Linked DNA regions of Mus musculus: regions 1, 3 and 4 are each linked to region 2. Evidence: chromatin contacts called from public ChIA-PET and promoter capture Hi-C data. All regions are on one chromosome and are shown on one strand. Each heading gives the region's core, a stretch centred on a gene start, on an enhancer-like site or on the middle of the called end of the contact. The rest is flanking DNA. Distances are from core to core; before and after follow the strand shown.

What was found. Promoter capture Hi-C pulls out the DNA fragments that hold promoters and counts their contacts. ChIA-PET counts read pairs in DNA pulled down with a chosen protein or histone mark.
Region 1: a promoter capture Hi-C map of liver shows a contact between it and region 2, with 5 times the contacts expected there. The contact joins the promoter of Trim62 here to the promoter of Lck in region 2. A contact is called at or near these places in 2 of 39 promoter capture datasets (both in liver) and 1 of 115 datasets of contacts at active chromatin or transcription factors (memory CD8 T cells).
Region 3: a contact with region 2 is called in a promoter capture Hi-C map of liver, with 3 times the contacts expected there. The contact joins the promoter of Azin2 here to the promoter of Lck in region 2. A contact is called at or near these places in 4 of 39 promoter capture datasets (the C10 cell line, liver and pre-B cells), 2 of 115 datasets of contacts at active chromatin or transcription factors (memory CD8 T cells and pancreatic cancer cells) and 1 of 9 other capture datasets (adipose tissue).
Region 4: an RNA polymerase II ChIA-PET map of memory CD8 T cells shows a contact between it and region 2, with 11 read pairs. The contact joins the promoter of Ak2 here to the promoter of Lck in region 2. A contact is called at or near these places in 2 of 39 promoter capture datasets (the SN4741 cell line and hippocampal neurons) and 2 of 115 datasets of contacts at active chromatin or transcription factors (bone marrow-derived macrophages and memory CD8 T cells).

The regions. Positions count from the first base shown.
Region 1 is chr4:128,882,722-128,887,174 of GRCm38.p6, forward strand. It overlaps Trim62 (tripartite motif-containing 62), which reads left to right and starts at 1,323. Exons shown (of 5, transcript NM_178110.3): 1 at 1,323-1,856. The coding sequence starts at 1,449.
Region 2 is chr4:129,571,106-129,575,099 of GRCm38.p6, forward strand. Lck (lymphocyte protein tyrosine kinase) reads right to left here and starts at 2,536. Exons shown (of 13, transcript NM_001162433.1): 1 at 2,410-2,536.
Region 3 is chr4:128,959,740-128,963,973 of GRCm38.p6, forward strand. Azin2 (antizyme inhibitor 2) reads right to left here and starts at 2,716. Exons shown (of 11, transcript NM_172875.4): 1 at 2,562-2,716; 2 at 2,345-2,465; 3 at 1,624-1,820; 4 at 45-218. The coding sequence starts at 1,728.
Region 4 is chr4:128,991,588-128,995,775 of GRCm38.p6, forward strand. It overlaps Ak2 (adenylate kinase 2), which reads left to right and starts at 1,637. Exons shown (of 7, transcript NM_016895.4): 1 at 1,637-1,849. The coding sequence starts at 1,757.

The sequences.
Region 1 (4,453 bases), core at 73-2,572, 690 kb before region 2:
AATTCTTCTCTAAGATGCCCATGCCTTTCACCTTCCCCAAACTTCTTCCTTATCCCACTCTCAACAGAACAGAACAGAACAGAACAGCATGCAGGTCTCCATGTGCCCCCCCCCACTCATGCTTCTGTTCTCCCTGTCTCTGTCTGTCTCTCTGTCTGTCTGTCTCTCTCTTTCACCTTCTTAGAAATCCCTTTCCTCCCCTCCATCTGGCAGAGATGACAAGGTCTCCCATTATACTTTTTTTCTTACTCCAACTTCTTATACACACACACACACACACACACACACACACTCACACACATGCTCACACAGCAATGCAGAAACATCCGATGAATGGAAAGAACCTTTGAGCTAGACGTTAGGCAGGGTTCTCTCCACAATCTTCTACTAAGAGCCCTCCTTAGAAAGGGAAGAGGAAATAGAACCTAAAGGTTTAGGAGAATGGCGACTTTGAACTTAGCCCATGCCAACAGGGCAAGTCTCTAATTTTATCACTACAATCTATGCAAACATTATATATTCTATGCAGACTACAGAGCACCGTCTTGTCTTAATACTCAGTTATTATTGCCCTTAGTTCTTCAAATTGATCATCCGGAGAGATGTTCCTTAGGTGCTATCTTCTCACTTTTTCTTCATTAGCTGTCCTCTCGCCCCCTGCCGCCAGGACCCTAAACAAACCTGACAGCTGTGCAGACCCAGAAGAAACAGCTGTTTTTCCCGTCCCTGGGGGTCAGGAGCACAGTGGCAGCGAGGCGGGGTCTGGAGGCCCCTCCCCTCCCCCCGCCCGCCGCGGGGGCGGAGCGGCTCGGGTCCCGCCCGCGGGGGCGGAGAGGGAGCCTGGGCGCCGGGCAGTTCGGCTCGGCTGGTTCCGGGTTGAGAGGCTGCGCTGGACCGAAGCGGTGGCCGCTGAGCTGGTGCGGGTAAGGGGCCGCGCGGGGCCGGGATCTGCGGCCAGGGTCGGGCAGCTGAGTGGGCCGGCACCCCTCCTCTGCTCTGCCGGGCAAAGCCGCGGTGCGGCTGGGTCTGGCTGCTCTGTCCCGCAGAATTCCCCATCCCCAGCTCGACCCCCTCTCAAAGCTTTTCGGGTCCCGGGATTCCGCCCCTCTTCGGGATCTCCTCCTCGCAGCATCTATCCCTTGGGAGTGTCTGGTCCTCTAGATCCTCCTCGCCTGGAGCCCCTTCCTTGGGACGCCCTCGGCCTCTCTCCTCCAGCGCCCATCGCTGGTGGCCACCTAGGACCTCGAAACCGAGCTCCGGTGCTCGCATCCCGGGTGGCACCCACTCGGCACCGAGCCCTCGCGCCTCCGGCGTCGCAGACAGCTCCCCCCGCGCTCCCCGGCGCCTGTCGCCCGTGCCCCCGTGGGCCTGGCCCCCGGGTACCGCCCCCAATCGCGCCGCGCCGGCCGCCGGCCTCCCGGGCTCCGCTTCGCGCCGCCCCTGGCGCCATGGCGTGCAGCCTCAAGGACGAGCTGCTGTGCTCCATCTGCCTGAGCATCTACCAGGACCCGGTGAGCCTGGGCTGCGAGCACTACTTCTGCCGCCGCTGCATCACCGAGCACTGGGTGCGGCAGGAGGCTCAGGGCGCCCGCGACTGCCCGGAGTGCCGGCGCACGTTCGCCGAGCCCGCGCTCGCGCCCAGCCTCAAGCTGGCCAACATCGTGGAGCGCTACAGCGCCTTCCCGCTGGACGCCATCCTCAACGCGCGCCGAGCCGCGCGACCCTGCCAGGCTCACGACAAGGTCAAGCTCTTCTGCCTCACGGACCGCGCACTGCTCTGCTTCTTCTGTGATGAGCCCGCGCTGCACGAGCAACACCAGGTCACTGGCATCGACGATGCCTTCGAGGAGTTGCAGGTGCGAGGCGGACAGGCGGGGCTGTAGGTGGGGTCAGGGTTCCAATAGGGGCAAGGGCCACAGGCCGGCTTAATGCCAAAGGGGCGTGGCTCCTGTGAGGGGCGGGGCAGGGGCGGGTCCCTTGAGCATCACTGTGTCAAATGGGCTTGAGAGAGATCTGGATGGGAGACAGGTCGAGGTGGGATAGGATGATGGAGAGAGGAAGCTACAGCTGGACCAGATGCTGGCTGAGGCTGAGACAGAATGGGAGACAGCAGCTCCTTCTGGACTTTTGGGCAAAGGAAGGACCACTATCAAAGCTAACCTGGGAGTCGAAGTGGGGTGTGTGGGAGGGGTGAGCTACTCTAAATGCAGCTACAGAATTCTGGAATGTTTGGGGCATTGTGGGATGCGGCTTGCTGCTCCAGGTGTTCATTGAGATCTAGAGTGAGGCCTGGGCCTCGGTTGGATGATGAAAGTGAGAGTTAAGCTTAAGACGTGCAAATTGTTCAGAGGGCAGGTTTGGGTGCCAAGATTAGATCAAGGTATGTGAGGTGAGAGTCTAAGGTCGGCCTCAAGTTCAGATATGACAAGAACCTTTTTTTTAAAATTTAAACCAGAGTAGGGGCCAATTGAGAGTGGAACCAGGAATTAAAGATTCAAGATTTGGAGAATTAGACAAGATTTGGAGGAGGGGAAGACAAGCTTCTAGGAATTCCCAAGGCCTGGTGATGACCCCTCTTGTCTTCTACATCCGAATCTTTGAGTACTCAATTGGACATAGCCCTTAACTGCAGCTAGTCTCCCCTAAACCTTTCCGTTGTCATTGACAAGAGGGCAAGACCCTGGTCAGTGTGTTTAATACTCTAAGACCCCACCCAAACATTTTCCTTTCCTCAAGCTCCATTGTCGTGTGTGTGTGTGTGTGTGTGTGTGTGTGTGTGTTTGTATAGAGAGAAAGAAATATAGGTAGATACACGTGCTGAGAACTACATTTTCCTGGATGTCTTCTATCAATAAGATAGTATTGATATCAATAATCAATTATTTTATTGTCTGTGTGCAAGTATCTTGCCTGCATGTGCACCATGTGCATGCGCACCAAGAGGCCAGAGGAGGGCATCAGATCCTGTGGACCTGGAGTTACACACGATTGTGAGTCACCACCGTGGGTGCTGGGAATCAAACCCAGGCCCTCAGCAAGAGCTCTTAGCTGCTGAGGACGGTGATGTTGCCGCCTCAGGGGTGGGACTCTAAGGAGAAGCATTCCACGATCCGCTTTAATCGGATAATGCAGCATATCTTCCAAATCCTCCCCACTAGAGGATTCTCAGTAACACAGTCACCTGGTGGAATTCTGTTACACAATCTTGGTGGGAGGATACCCACTAAAGCCTATTTAATGATGCTCAAGCGTCTTTGACTTCTTTTCTCAAGCTGAGCAGTTTCAGCCCAGCCAGTCTCTTCCCTGGCTTTGGGATACCAGTCATAGACAATACCTCAAGGTAGCAACAGCTTTTTCCCTGGCATGTTTATTGTCCCCAAACTGGCACAGGCTTAGCCCACAGGACCTATCAATAAAACTTGAATGAATGAATGAATGAATGAATGACCAAACTTGGTCTAAGTTCACCCCAGCTGGAGGATTCCAAAGTGGAAGATGTTTTTCATATATATATAAAAAAAAAAGAATAAGAAATAGAGTCACTAACCTGTGAGTGGTGAGTTCTATGTCCCTCAAGATATTTAATCAGGAATTTAAATACCTACTCTCCTGCCTGGACTTTGATGAGGCTGCCCTGGGAAGACCTTATCTGAAGTGTGTAGGGTGGGAGCATCAGCAGTTCCTATTGCCATCCTTCCTCCTCCCAAGATCTTTCCAGAACCCCTGTACCCTGCTGGCTAGCCTCATCTCTCTCACCTGAGGAAGAGACTTGCCTCAATGAACCCCTTTGGACTTAGGCAGGTGCTGGCAGAGAAACTTGCCTCCCTTTCGGGAGGCTATGCTGAGAGGTGGGGTTCAGGCCACACTCCACCCCCTTCTGCCTCTCCTAGGCTCATTAGCTGCTGGGGATGGGGCAACCTCCACCCTCAAGGTCTGCTCATCCCTCTAGCAGCGCTGGTGGCTGCTGGAGCCTGTGCTGAGGCCCCTATCCTGGGGAATGACGGAGACGCTGCCAAAGCCTTGGAGATCATCTGGTACAGAGCACACTTGACAGATGGAGAACCGGTAGAGTGGGGGAGGGGACTTGCCCCGGGGTCTTGAAGGCAGAGGAGTCCAGGCTCATACACATCTGGGGTCTCCAGGCCCCCTACCCAGAATTAGGCCTGCAGCTTTTACCTTTATTCCAAAGCTTGGAGGCTACAGAGTGCAGAGATTAGTAGTAGCTTTGTCTTCATCAGCAGGCTGTTCCACCCTGGCCCTGCCATCTGCTGGCTGTGTGACCTTAGGGAAATGACTTGCTACCTCTGAGCCTCTGGCCCCTTGACCTGCTGCGCAGAACTGCTCTGTGCCATAGATGCTGGAGGGCAGGGGCTCTGCACCCTGGTGTGCTGCGTGAGTTCAGCAGTCAAATCATCTCAGTAGTCTGAGTCTCCTCGTGTCACCAATTACATTT
Region 2 (3,994 bases), core at 1,286-3,785:
AAGCCATGTTGGTTGGCTCTGAAACATTTTCTTCTCAGGTGCATCATGGATTCTTTTTTGTTGTTATTGTTGTTTTGTTTTGTTTTGTTTTTTCAGTGCAAGCATTACAGATCATCATTCTGTATTCCAGACCCACACTTCGGGGGGTCTATTACAGACTCCGTCCCGTGCAGCTTCTTGGACTTAGCATGCACAAGATGCCGAGTTAAAATGGGGGAAAGGAGAAATGTTCCCCCTTTACTAGATATTATTTTGGGCCTGTCTTTCTCTCACCCCTAACACCCTCCTCTGATTTAAACTTGGCTTTGAAGCCATCAAGCCTGTGTGGGTGTGTAAGGCTTTATAGGATCCTCTGACTGAACCTGCACACATATGTTTTCCTATGGTATATGAGAAGCTCTGAACAGGGAAGGTATGCTTGCGAGTGTGTCTGGACTTTTTCTAAGATGAAGTCCAGCTATGTAGCCCACGTTGGGCTCAAACTCTCCATGCTCCTGCCTCATTGTTCTGAGCGCCAGACAATACAAAATGGAGCCTGGCTGAGAATCCGGCTCTTAGGATAGATCCCTTCTCTCAGATCAGAATCTGGCCTTTCCGAGAGTTTCACACCCGACCATATACAGGAAACAAGCTCATTTGCAAAACCATACCACCACAAGCGTGAGGGATTGGGTGGTTCACCATGGTGACAAAGCCCCGAATAGGTGTAATTTTTGGGTGTGAACCAACACTCTGCAGGGAGAGGAAGTACCTAGCTTCCCTTAAGCACCTACTGTGTGTCAATACTATCCAGGGCACATTATCATTATTATCCCTTTGATTTTGCCAGGCATTTTGGAAGCAAGAGCTTTGTTATTGTGTCTTTATAAACAGACTGAAATATGGGGCGGACAAACCACTCACTCAGACAGTGAATTCTTCCTGGGCCTTTCTCTGATGCTGAAAAGTGTGTGTGTGTGTGTGTGTGTGTGTGTGTGTGTGTGTGTGTGTTTACACTATACCACACCTGGGCTCTTGCACCTTTGACTTTATTCTGAGGTCTCTGCCTCTGTGGTCCCGGAGAGCAGCACAGGGGGTGGGGACCTTAGTTTTCTGTCCTAAGCACCTTCCAGAATGAGCCTTGTTCAGGAAGCTTCTAGATTCCCTTGAAGGAAACTTCTCCCTCGTCTGATCTCAACCCATTCTCTGACTTTGTCCTCTGGGCTCTTTTGAGAAGAGCCACCATCCTGAGCTCCAAGAACAAGCAACCCTGTTGGATTCCTCTCCCAGTCAGCACAGGGCCAGCCTAGAGGACTGCAGTTCAAGGACAGATGAAACACCGGAAGAGCCAGTGTGTTTCCTGCCCCTGTAAGGAGGCAAGGTCTTGGAAGAGGCCAGCATATGCTGACAAGATGGAAAATCTGTGACATAAACATCTACGGTGAGGCAAGGGAAACCTGGACAGTCAGTGGAGGAAGAGACCGTCCTCCAGAGTTTAGAGTTTGACTGAACGAATGGGTGGTGGCTGGTGACAAGATTCTGGGCCTCTATCCTTTAGGGTCTGAAGGAAGAATCATGAAGGCCGACATGAACACACAAATACAGCTGAGTTAAGACAGGATGGGGACAAGGGCAAAGGCAAGAACATCCTGTCCTGACACTTGGCAGGACAGGAGCGGTGACTTTCCAGAGGGAAGTTCAGAAGTTCTTGCCCTGCTCCAGCTATACCCAGTTCAGGATAAAAATAGTCTTTCCTCTTCCCTTCTCCCATCTCGTTCACTACCAACTTCCCCGGGGAACACACATCCATTCTGGATAAACGCCCTACACATATCTATCTGCTTCCTTACTGACTCCTCTGTGTTTCAGGATGCTGGTTGCTAAGGCTGCCGTCGATTCTCATATGTCCACCTGGATCCCATGGGTTACTCTTTCATCTGTTTCTGCCACTTGGGTCTGCCTTAGGGACCTGGGGACTGATTCCTGGGGCCCTGCCCTCAGGACGGTCCATCTCATCACCCTGTGTGCCACAGGCATAGAAGGAGCCCAGGTCAAGCCTACACCCCCACGCAAGGTCCTGCTTTGCCGCGGACCATCGTGAGGAGGTATGGGTTAAGACAGGGTCACAGCCACCTTTGGACCTCAGAAACCTCATCCTCTGAGCTCAAGGAACTGGACAGGTGGCTGCTGGTGGCCTTCTTAACACTTGACATCATGTGCTGGCTCTCCCAGGAGTGTGCTCCTCCTAAGGTGGGAAATGATGGACAGCAGATGGCAGAGGCAAGAGCCACCAGCTCAGACAACCTCCAGGAAGGCATTTCTGAAAGGTTTCTGTACACCTAAGGAGCCTAGGCCTCCACAGACGCAGTGTTCTGCTGTCTGGTTCCCACCATTGCCCCCTTCTACACTGTTGTTCCCAGTACCCCTTACCTGCCCAGCCTGGGAGCCTTCTGGCCTATTCACATGATGCTCCTAGCCTGGCTTGGCTGCCTGGACCCGGTGTCAGCTCCCCTCGCCGTCGTAGTCACCACCTGTCTCCTCGCGCCCACGTTCCACCCTGACTTCCTGTCTCCTGAGGGCTCTGCAGCCAACCCAGCCCCAGCAACCCAACCACAAGCCTCCAGCACCTCAGGCTTCCTGCTGCCATAGACCTAGACCCCCTCAGCCTCTTGGGTCCCATACATCTCTAGGCCAGCTTCTACTCATACTGAGGGAGGCACTTAGGGAGGAAGGCTGTGTGTGATGGCATAGGTCCATATTCCCAGCGTTCTGGAGGTGAAGACAGGAATGGCTACATACAGAGTTCCAGACCAGCCTAGACCCCTCAAGTCCAATCATCATCATCATCGTCGTCGTCGTCATCAACCAATGAGAGGATTTTTTTTTAACGCAGGGACTCACCGTGTTGCCCTGACTGTTATGGAATTTGCTATGTTGCCTTGAACTCACAGAGATTCACTTGCCTCTTCCTCCCCTTGAAGGTCACTAAACATGGTGGGGAAGGCTGTTTGATGGAGCACTCCTCCTACCCTCCAAGATACTCCTGGGTAAGAGAAGAGAGCCTTTGCCCCCGTGAGCAGAACACAGCAGCTACAGTTTAGCTCACAGGGAAGGAAATGGCGCTGCACTCAACTCCAGCCGTGCTATGTAAGAACTGGGTGGCCTTTAATTTAGCCGGACAGCCAAAGGCATCTCTTGTTCAGAGTTGAACCTGGACAGCATCTATCTCTGTTAGATAGTTGGTGACAAGGTTATATGTACTATAGTAAAAACAGCAGCCACATTCACTGGCAGAGCCGTATCCATGTCATCCTGTGCCTAAGGATCGACTGTTGACAGTCTGTTTCAGGAGGAAGACAAGAAAACCTCATGTCTTAAGGCCCTAGTGACAGGCTGGGGCATGGTGGCATAAGGCTTTAATCCCAGCATTCCGGAGGCAGAGGCTGGCAGATCTCTGCAAGTTTCAGGCCAGACTAACTTATGCAGTAAGTTCCAGGACAGCCAGAGCTACATAAAGAGACCCTGTTTCGATAGATAGATAGATAGATAGATAGATAGATAGATAGATAGATAGATAGATAGATGATAGGTAGATGGATAGATAGGTAGATACACACATACATACATACATACACACATACACACATACATACATACACACATACATACATACACACATATATGCATACAGAGATACATAGATACATAGATGATAGAGATAGATACATAGATACATAGATAGATACATAGATACATAGGTAGATAGATACATACAAACATAGATACATACAGAGATACATAGATAGATACATAGATGATAGAGACAGATAGAAGATAGATAGATAGATAGATAGATAGATCGATAGATAGATAGATAGTAGATATAGATAGATAGTAGATAGATAATAGATAGATAGATAGATAGATAGATAGATAGATAGATAGATAGATAGATAGAATAACAGGCAGGGGACAGGACAGCACAGCAGAATGGTAATTCAAGTAGAGGCAAGGC
Region 3 (4,234 bases), core at 1,466-3,965, 610 kb before region 2:
GGCAAGCATCGAGGCTACGCGTGCGGTAGGGACGGGGGGCTCACCTTGTTGGCACAGCTGAAGCCCAGCCCCAGTTCGGCTAGAACCTTCAGCACGCCCAGGCTGCTGTTGCACCCGACAGCATAAAAAGGCCGGACTCGAGGCAGGTGCTTCAGAAAGCAGAAGTGCTTCCTCACTACAGCACCCAGGTCGGCCACGAAGAAGGCAGCCACCTTGCCCTGCACAGCAAGAGGCGAACGGATGTGAGACCCAGCTCCCTCCCTGTGCCTGCTGGCTGTCCACAGTCCTTCCGGAGACCGGACACCAGCACCCTGCTGTAGCTTTCTGAGGCTCCCATGTCCTCCAGGACGGAAGGCAATCTAGGGCTGACACTTAAGGCTGTGTGTGACCAGCTCTAGTCAGTCCCTCCTCTCAGTCCAGCTAATGCCAACTATACAGACTGTCTACTCTTTCCCATCCCAAGCCTCCTGTGTTCCCACCATGCCCCCTGCCAGGTCTGGCAGGTTCTCAATTTCCTGTCATTCACCCTAAATGCTACCCCCACACTTATAAATACATATATACATACATACACATATATATGTATGGTTATACATAGTTATATATAAAATATATGTGTTATGCAAAATAGGTTTTAACCCATAACATTTAATGCTCTGGCTGCATTCTGCATGTCCTTTTAAAGCAGCAGACCTATATATACAGCTATCTGCTCCACAAAAGGCAGATACCGTGGCGTACAGCCCACTGCCAATGTCATGCAAGTGCTCTTCCCACTTGCAAGCCATGCCTGATCCTCACAGACATGGTTGAGGCTGTGGTAAACCCTTCCTGGGACTCATTTTCCTCTTCCTGCAACTTCTTTTTTTTTTTTTTAATGGATACCCATTCGGTGTTGTCCAACATAATAATTGAGGCAGAGGCCAAAGACCTTGAAAGGGCTTGGATCTGGAGAGAAACCGCCCTTAAGTAGTTACAAGTCCCTTTAATAAATGCTATATGGGACTCTACAGAATAAGTGAGTGGCCCTGGAGGCAGAGAATACAGAGCCAGCCAGAAGCAAATCAGGAAAAAGGCAACCGTAGAGGGAGGGAACCCTGAAGACAAGCCCAGCAAAGGCCCAGTGAAACAGCACCTCACATACACAGCGACTCTGCTCTAACTGAGCAGAGCGCAAGCCTGAGCATGAAGCCGGAAGTGCGGCTGGGGGTCCTGGGGCAGTGGGGAGCTGTTGTGGGATTCTGTTCCGGAGACTTGCAGCAGGTGGGAGAAACAGGAGAAGGTCCTGGGGGCTTCGGAGAGAAGAGGACCAACCACAAGGGAGGTTCTCCCGTGAAGTTCCTGGAGCTGGGTATGCCTGAGTGTAGAAGGGGAGAGCGCAAAAGGCAGGTACTCCGAAGTTCCCACCTGGAGTGCTGGGGAGACCGTGAAGGTGGAGATACTGTTCTTTTCTCAAGTCAGGAAACACAGGGAGGGCAGATGTGGGGGCAAGGACCAAGAATTGGAGATAAAGGGGACAATCTAGTAAATATCAAGTAAACAAATACCAATACCGAGAGAATGGGAGGTCTCCTACAGAGAAGAGGACAGGCAACCAACCCACACCCATTTCCATCCCCTCACCGAGGTGGCCTGGGAGGCCCCCAGAGTGAGCTCCTCCAGCAGATCCCGGGTGCTGAAGCCCTCCTCCACCATCACAAAGTCCGATTCACTCAGATAGCCAGCCATGCTGAGCAGGAGGAGCCCAGGGGCTGGAGGAAACCGCTGCCTTGGAGCACCGCTGGCTGCCTTGGCCACCGCCTTAGAAAGTATGCAACACACTGTGGGGAGAGGGAGATGGAGGAAACCGCTGGGGAACAGGCTGCATCCCTCACCTCCCCAGGCCTACGGTCCCTGCCCAGTCATGTTCTGTGCCCTTGCCCAAGCCTGAGAAGCCGAGGTTCGCTGGGAATGGTGAAGTTATGTCTGCTAGAGCCTCAATTACCCCCATCTGTTAAATGGGATTGGTTTGGAGTTCTTTTCCAGTTCTGAAATTTGAAATTGGAAGAAAAAAAATGTGGGGACAGATCTGAGAAACCTAGTTGGGGAAGTCTCCTTCCAATTGAAGGATTTCTCCAGTCCAGACTACACCTACCTAAAGGGCCAAAAAAAAAAAAAACAAAACCCGTGAGCTTGAGTTCGAGTCGGCTCTCTGCTTCATGACCTTGGGTCAGTTTCCCCATTTATAAAAGGTTGGTCCTGACACACTAAGAATGCTCTATGAGCCACGGGTGGGTTCTGTCCGCGGGACGGCTCTCTCAAGTGCAGGGCGGGGGTCCCGCACCCCAACCCCAGGCCTCCTTACCAAGCCCCGTCCTCCTTCGCGGGGGCCAGAGCCAGGCGCGCTGCTAGGGGGGGTCGCCGGTGACCTCGAAACTTGTGCAACACCCCGAGGAGGAGTGGCAATTGCGGAGCCGAGGCCCCTGCTGAGAGGAGGCAAGGGGGGCCGGGGGAAGGGTCAGCGCCCAAAGCCGAGGACGCCCGCTCCCCGAGGCTCCCCCCCAGCCATCTCCTGCACTCGCCTTAAAACGCATTTACACGGCTTCGGCCCATAGGTCTCCCCAGCGAGTGAATCGGATCCTCGGCGCCTCCGCTCGCTCGCTCCCCCCGGCTCCGGCCCCGCGGCCTGCGCCCCGCGCGCCCAGCAGCCACCGACCCCACGCCCCGCCTTGCGCCCGCCGCTCGCTTATATAAGCCCCGCCCTAGCCCCGCCCCGGTGCCCTGGCCCCGCCCCTGCCTGCTCCGTAGCCAGGGCAACCGGGTGCCGCCAGCCCATTGGTCGATTCGGACATAAAGCATTCAGCCCTGCGAGGCTGCTCCGCAAAGCTGCGCAGCTAAGCAAGCTGGCTGACTGATGTCCGCGGAGGTCCACGCGGGGAAATCCTTCGAATCCTAGGCGTCTACGTGGTCTGAGCCGCAGATCCTGCGTCCTGCGTCTCAAAAAGTGACTCCGGAAAACTTTTCTGTCCCTGGCTGAAGTCGATGGCCCCCTGCTCCTCCCCTGGTGAAGTTCTGGCTCCGCCCTTGGAGCCCAAACCTCTCCTGTCTTATTTTGTAATATGACCTTTTACTTAATCGCCTCTTCTAGGCATTTTAAACTCCCAACTCAAATGCCAGCTAAAATGTATTCAAATAGAATTTTTGTGGCTTCACGAGCTCGGGGTGATGCCTTCATTCTCAGAATCCACAAGACTCTGGTGAAATGTGGCTTCGACTCAAAGCATGTCTCCTCTTCTATACACAAATCCCTGTTCATCCATCAGAGTCCAGTGTAATATCTTCCTCTATCGGACCATCCCTGGCCCCGAAACGCAATGGGACTCACAGTCCTTGTCTCTGTCTGACCCCTCCCCTCCTTCCCTTGAGCCTTAATATCAGTTGCTGAGATACCCGCACCTGCTTTCCTTTTTTTTTTTTTTGCCTGATAAAACATCTCAGCTTTGTGCACTCCAAGGGCAGGGACTGAGAGCCGGGCTCCTTGGAGTGCTTAGCATGCGCAGGGTGTTGCTCAGAAGCTAATTCAAGAGTTCTCCGGGTAGAAGTCCGAATGCTGCTTGTCTCTGCGCATGTGGCTGCTGACTGGGAAGAGACAGAATGGAACCTTTCCGGTGCTTGGTAATGGTTACAGGTGTGTGTGTGTGTGTGTGTGTGTGTGTGTGTGTGTGTGCGCGCGCGCGCTCCTTGAGTTATACACATATGATTAATGCCCTGTTGTACCTGTTATGTATACTACGTTAAGAGTTTGCAAGTTTTAGCCGGATGTGGTGGCGCACGCCTTTAATCCCAGCACTTGGGAGGCAGAGGCAGGCGGATTTCTGAGTTCGAGGTCAGCCTTGTCTACAAAGTGAGTTCCAGGACAGCCAGGGCTATACAGAGAAACCCTGTCTCGGAAAAAAAAAAAAAAAAAAAAAAAGAGTTTACAAGTTTTAAGCCAGGCATGGTGGCCCATAGCTTTAATCCCAGCAAATCTCTTAGTTCGAAGCCAGCCTATTCTACACAGAGATCTACTACCAGAGCTACACAGAGAAATCCTGTCTCAAAAAAACAAGAAAAAAAATTACAAATTTTAAGAAAACCCTTGGTAGGGTTGGAGAGATGGCTCAGAGGTTAAGAGCACTTGTTGCTCTTTCGAAGGACCAGGTTCAATTCCTAGAACCCACGTGGGAACTCCACCTAATTCCACACCCTCATCTGA
Region 4 (4,188 bases), core at 387-2,886, 580 kb before region 2:
CCAGAGTTCCCATCTCTTTCCCGGAACTCCCATCTTCTACTTCCTGCCTTTTGTTAAAGGGCCATCTGCTTTTGATTGGCAGGTGATGCTTCCACACAGTACACATCGATTCTCTCTACAGGCCTTCCATTGTATCTGAAGCTCACTCATTAGGCTAGGCTTTCTGCTCAGTGAGCTCCAAGAGTCTGCCGATCTCTACCTCCTCAGGGCTGGGGTTGTAAACAGTTGCTGACGTTACCTGAGTGCCGGGCACCAGAACGCAGGCCCTCACACTTGAGTGCTAGACACCAGTGACTGAACTTTGCCCTGCCCCTTAGTTCACAGTGTTACTTGTAATCCTGTGACCATGTAATTATATAGTGATCAGCTCTTACTTCCGCTTCCGGTCTTAAAAAGGACACAATAAACCCCTGCTTCCTTCAAGGCCACTAAGAGAACCCAACCAGATCAAGCTGGCTCCCATGAAAATCCAGGATGAGCAAGAAGTATGAATGTTAGTTTCTCTTTTTTCATTTGAATTTATTTCTTATTTTCTGTGTGTGAACATATATGTACGCGCAGATATGTGTACCACAGCACACATGTGGAGCTCGGTGGACAACCTGTGGGAGTTGGTTCTCTTCTTTCTTTCATTGGGGGTGGGGTCTTGTTAATCAAACGCAGGTCCTCAGAGTTTGGTGGCAAGTGTCTATACTAGCTGAGCCATCTGGCTAGCTGGTTAACATCATTTACCACTAGGGTGTAGAAAATGGTTGCACTGTGCCTGTGGGGCAAGAATGGTTTCCTAATCACACTTGCACTTACAGTTGAGAAAGGCTCCTTTGGGACAGGATGAAACTTTGACACACCTAAAAGCTGGCGACATCATTGCCTTGTTCAAGACAGGCTCATCTCTCTGGATAAAAACTGTCTTTCTGCTGACTTAAAAGTCAGGAAGGTTGTCTGTGTTCATATATGCATATGTGTTTTATTTTTACAGTCCTGGGGATTGAGCCCAAAACTTCTGTCTCTGTACTATAGCCAGCCCCAGCTATCTTCATTTTCATTTTGGGACAAGGTCTCATTAAACTGCCCAGGCTGGCCTTGAATTCACCGTCGTGGCCTTGACAAGCTTTAAATGTGATCTTCCCAAATAGCCAAAGTTATGGTGCTGTTCAATGGGGGTGTTCTGGAGGGAGAGGGTGTCAGATTACAAACTTGTTGGAATTTACTTAACCAATCTTATTATTAGACATCAACATCTTTGTCAGGAACTCATTACATATTCCTTGTTTCTGCCTTTGAATTCTTGGAAGTGGAATTACTGGTCCAAAGGTTACGTTATTGCCAATTTGTTTCCTGGGAGTGATTTTACCCACTTACACTCTCACAGGCAATTTTACGGGGCTCAAACAGAGACTCTGGAGTTATTAACTGTCAAAGGCCAAACTAGAACTTCACCCGCTCCAGGCTTCCTTCTCGTTTTTCCCGCCCACTCCATACACCAGCCGAGAGCCGCACGCGCTCTGTTGCCCCAGCTCTTCCCAGGCTGGCCCGCCTCTTCCTCGTTCCCAATTCTGCCCAATCGGAAACAGAATTTTCTTAGTCTCGTCGTACGATTGGTAAATGAAAGTGCCCGTCAAGTTCGGGGGCGGGTAGAGAGGGTTGACGGATGCGGCGAGCGACCAGTGTGAGCCCGGAGTAGGATGTACGCTGGCCTGGAAGCGCTAGACCTGTGAGGTGTGCGGCTGGCTGTTGGAGTGAAGCTTTGGAAGACATGGCTCCCAACGTGTTGGCTTCCGAACCGGAGATTCCGAAGGGCATCCGGGCCGTGTTGCTGGGGCCGCCCGGGGCTGGCAAGGGGACGCAGGTGAGTGTCGGTTCCGTGTCGGGCGGTGGAGCCCGAGAAGCTACAAGGTCAGGGCGGTCGGAGAGCCGGAAGCTCCTTTCCCGCCCCGGAGCTGGGTGGTGAGCCCTGGCCTGCAGGGACCCTCGCGGGGTCTCCAGTTGTGGCGCGGTGTTTAGGGGAGGGTCCCAGTCGCAGTAAGGGGGAGGCTGGGTGGAGGTTCTTGGGGGAACCCAGGATCGTGTTAGGGCATCCAGGGACTGTTACTTGAAAATTGTGAAAGGCAGGGCGATCCCCCAGGCTGAAGCTCTGGATCACAGGCCCGAATGGGAGAAAGCTTTGTGACCAAGTCGCCCTCGGAGTTGAGAGCGTATTGCCCTGAGTCAGGGATAATTTCTAGGCATAAGGGGGTGAAACTTTTAATTTTTTTAATGGCTAATGATTAGGGGTACTAAGAAGTCTCCACGTGGGGCAGAGTGGTTACTGGTGTATGCCTATCGAGGCGTTCTGCCAAGAGTGAGGCATGAGCCGCGGGAGCCACCAGTGTTGTTGGGGGTGGGGGGATGGGAGAAAACCTTTCCAGCTGGCCAGAAAACTGGAGGTGAATGTATAGATTCGGTTCATAAGCCACGGGCATCATGGGGGGTTGTGAGTGGGGCAGGGAGTGCTCATGGAGCAGCATGAGATGGCTCTGATGGTTGTAATTGAGCAATTGAGGGCCGCTAACGTGCTAGATCAACAGGTAAGAAAACAGGTGTAGAGGTCCAGTGACTTTTCAAAGTTAGTGAAATCGGTTTCACAGAGGCCTCAAGGATTGCCTTCTGCCCCACTGCAGAGCCTCCCTTGCTTGGCATCTGGGCCATAGATCAGGGCTGGGATTTATGCTGGCACGTAGGGCTTGGAAGCTCATATGGTGGGCCGTTGGTGTCACTTTCTTGCCCAGCCTTTGGCCACAACCACCCACCCCTCAACTCTACCTCCCCATCAGACCCCAAGCTTTGATGATCACTATGCTCTAAAGAGGGAATTCTTTCAAGGTTGCGTTCCCAAGCAAATGAGTGCTGTCCTCCCTCTTCACAGCACTGCTGAGTTTATTGTTATGTTTTTAAAGATACCTCCCCTCTGTCTCCCTCCGTCTCCCTCCCTCCTTCTCTCTCTCTCTGTCACACATAAGGTGGGAGAGTGTGTGTGTGTGTGTGTGTGTGCGCAGGGACGTAGAGAAAGAGTGTGTGGGGACATGCGTGCCGTGATGCATACGTGGAGGTCAGAGTGCAACTTGCTGGAATCATTTTCTTTTTTCTACCATGTGGAGCCCAGGGATCGAACTCGGACCGTCAGACTTGACGGCAAGCTACTTTACCTGTGAACCCATGTCACCTGTGTACCTATGTCACCTGTGTACCCACGTCACCTGTTCTGTTTGCCAAGTTCTCAGTATTTTGGCAAGCAGATCAGCATCTCGGGCTGTACAGTCTACGTATATGTGTGTATATCTGTGCATGTAGAACGCTATGTATGTAACTTCTCAGTGTTTCTACCTAGAAAATGTAAAGCTTACAAAGACATTGGAAGATGATGGCTTTTATATTGAGAGCACCCACACATTCCTAGCTGGTGGCAGGGCGCGTGACAGCTGTGAACGCTGACCACTCAGTGGCATCTCTCTCTGCCCCCAGCTCAGGTGTAGTGCAGCAGCATGAAGCTGATTCATTCAGATCTGGGAGGACCATGTGCCGTGGGCTCATGGAAGGCAGTGCGAGAATCATGGAAGTTGGTCCAAGACGGCTTTGTGCAATGATTAGAAGTTTGGCTTGAAGGATGAATATGGATGCTCATGTCTGTCTGTAGTCCCAGTGACTTAGGCAGGAGGAGACTAAAGTCAAATTTGATGATAGCCCAGCTAAAGTTTAAAGGCTGGCCTGGCTACAGAGTGAGACCCTGTATCTGAGAACACAAAACTAAGAGCTGGGACTTCAGAAAATACAGGGCACTCGCTTAACCTCCGTCCGCTTCCCTTTCCTTATCAGGAGCCATAAAAACACCGGTAGTTGTAGCTTCGTAGTGCGGAACAAAAGTTCACACAAAGCCCACAGAGTGGTAGCCTAGAAGAACGCTCTGCCTGGACACACCCCACACACAAACTCTCCATTGTAAGTTTTAAATACACAGAAGAGGCTAGGCACAAGCTTAGCTACTGTGGGAGCCTCACAGGTTCAAGTCCTAGCTGGGCTAAGATTGAAATCAGCCTGAGCTGCAAATTAGCAGGGCTGAGAATCTGTTCGCTGGCAGTTCATTTACCCAGCTGTGTGAGCTCGAGTCGTCAGTACCACAGGGAGCACAAGAGTGGCATAATAGGCCCTGGT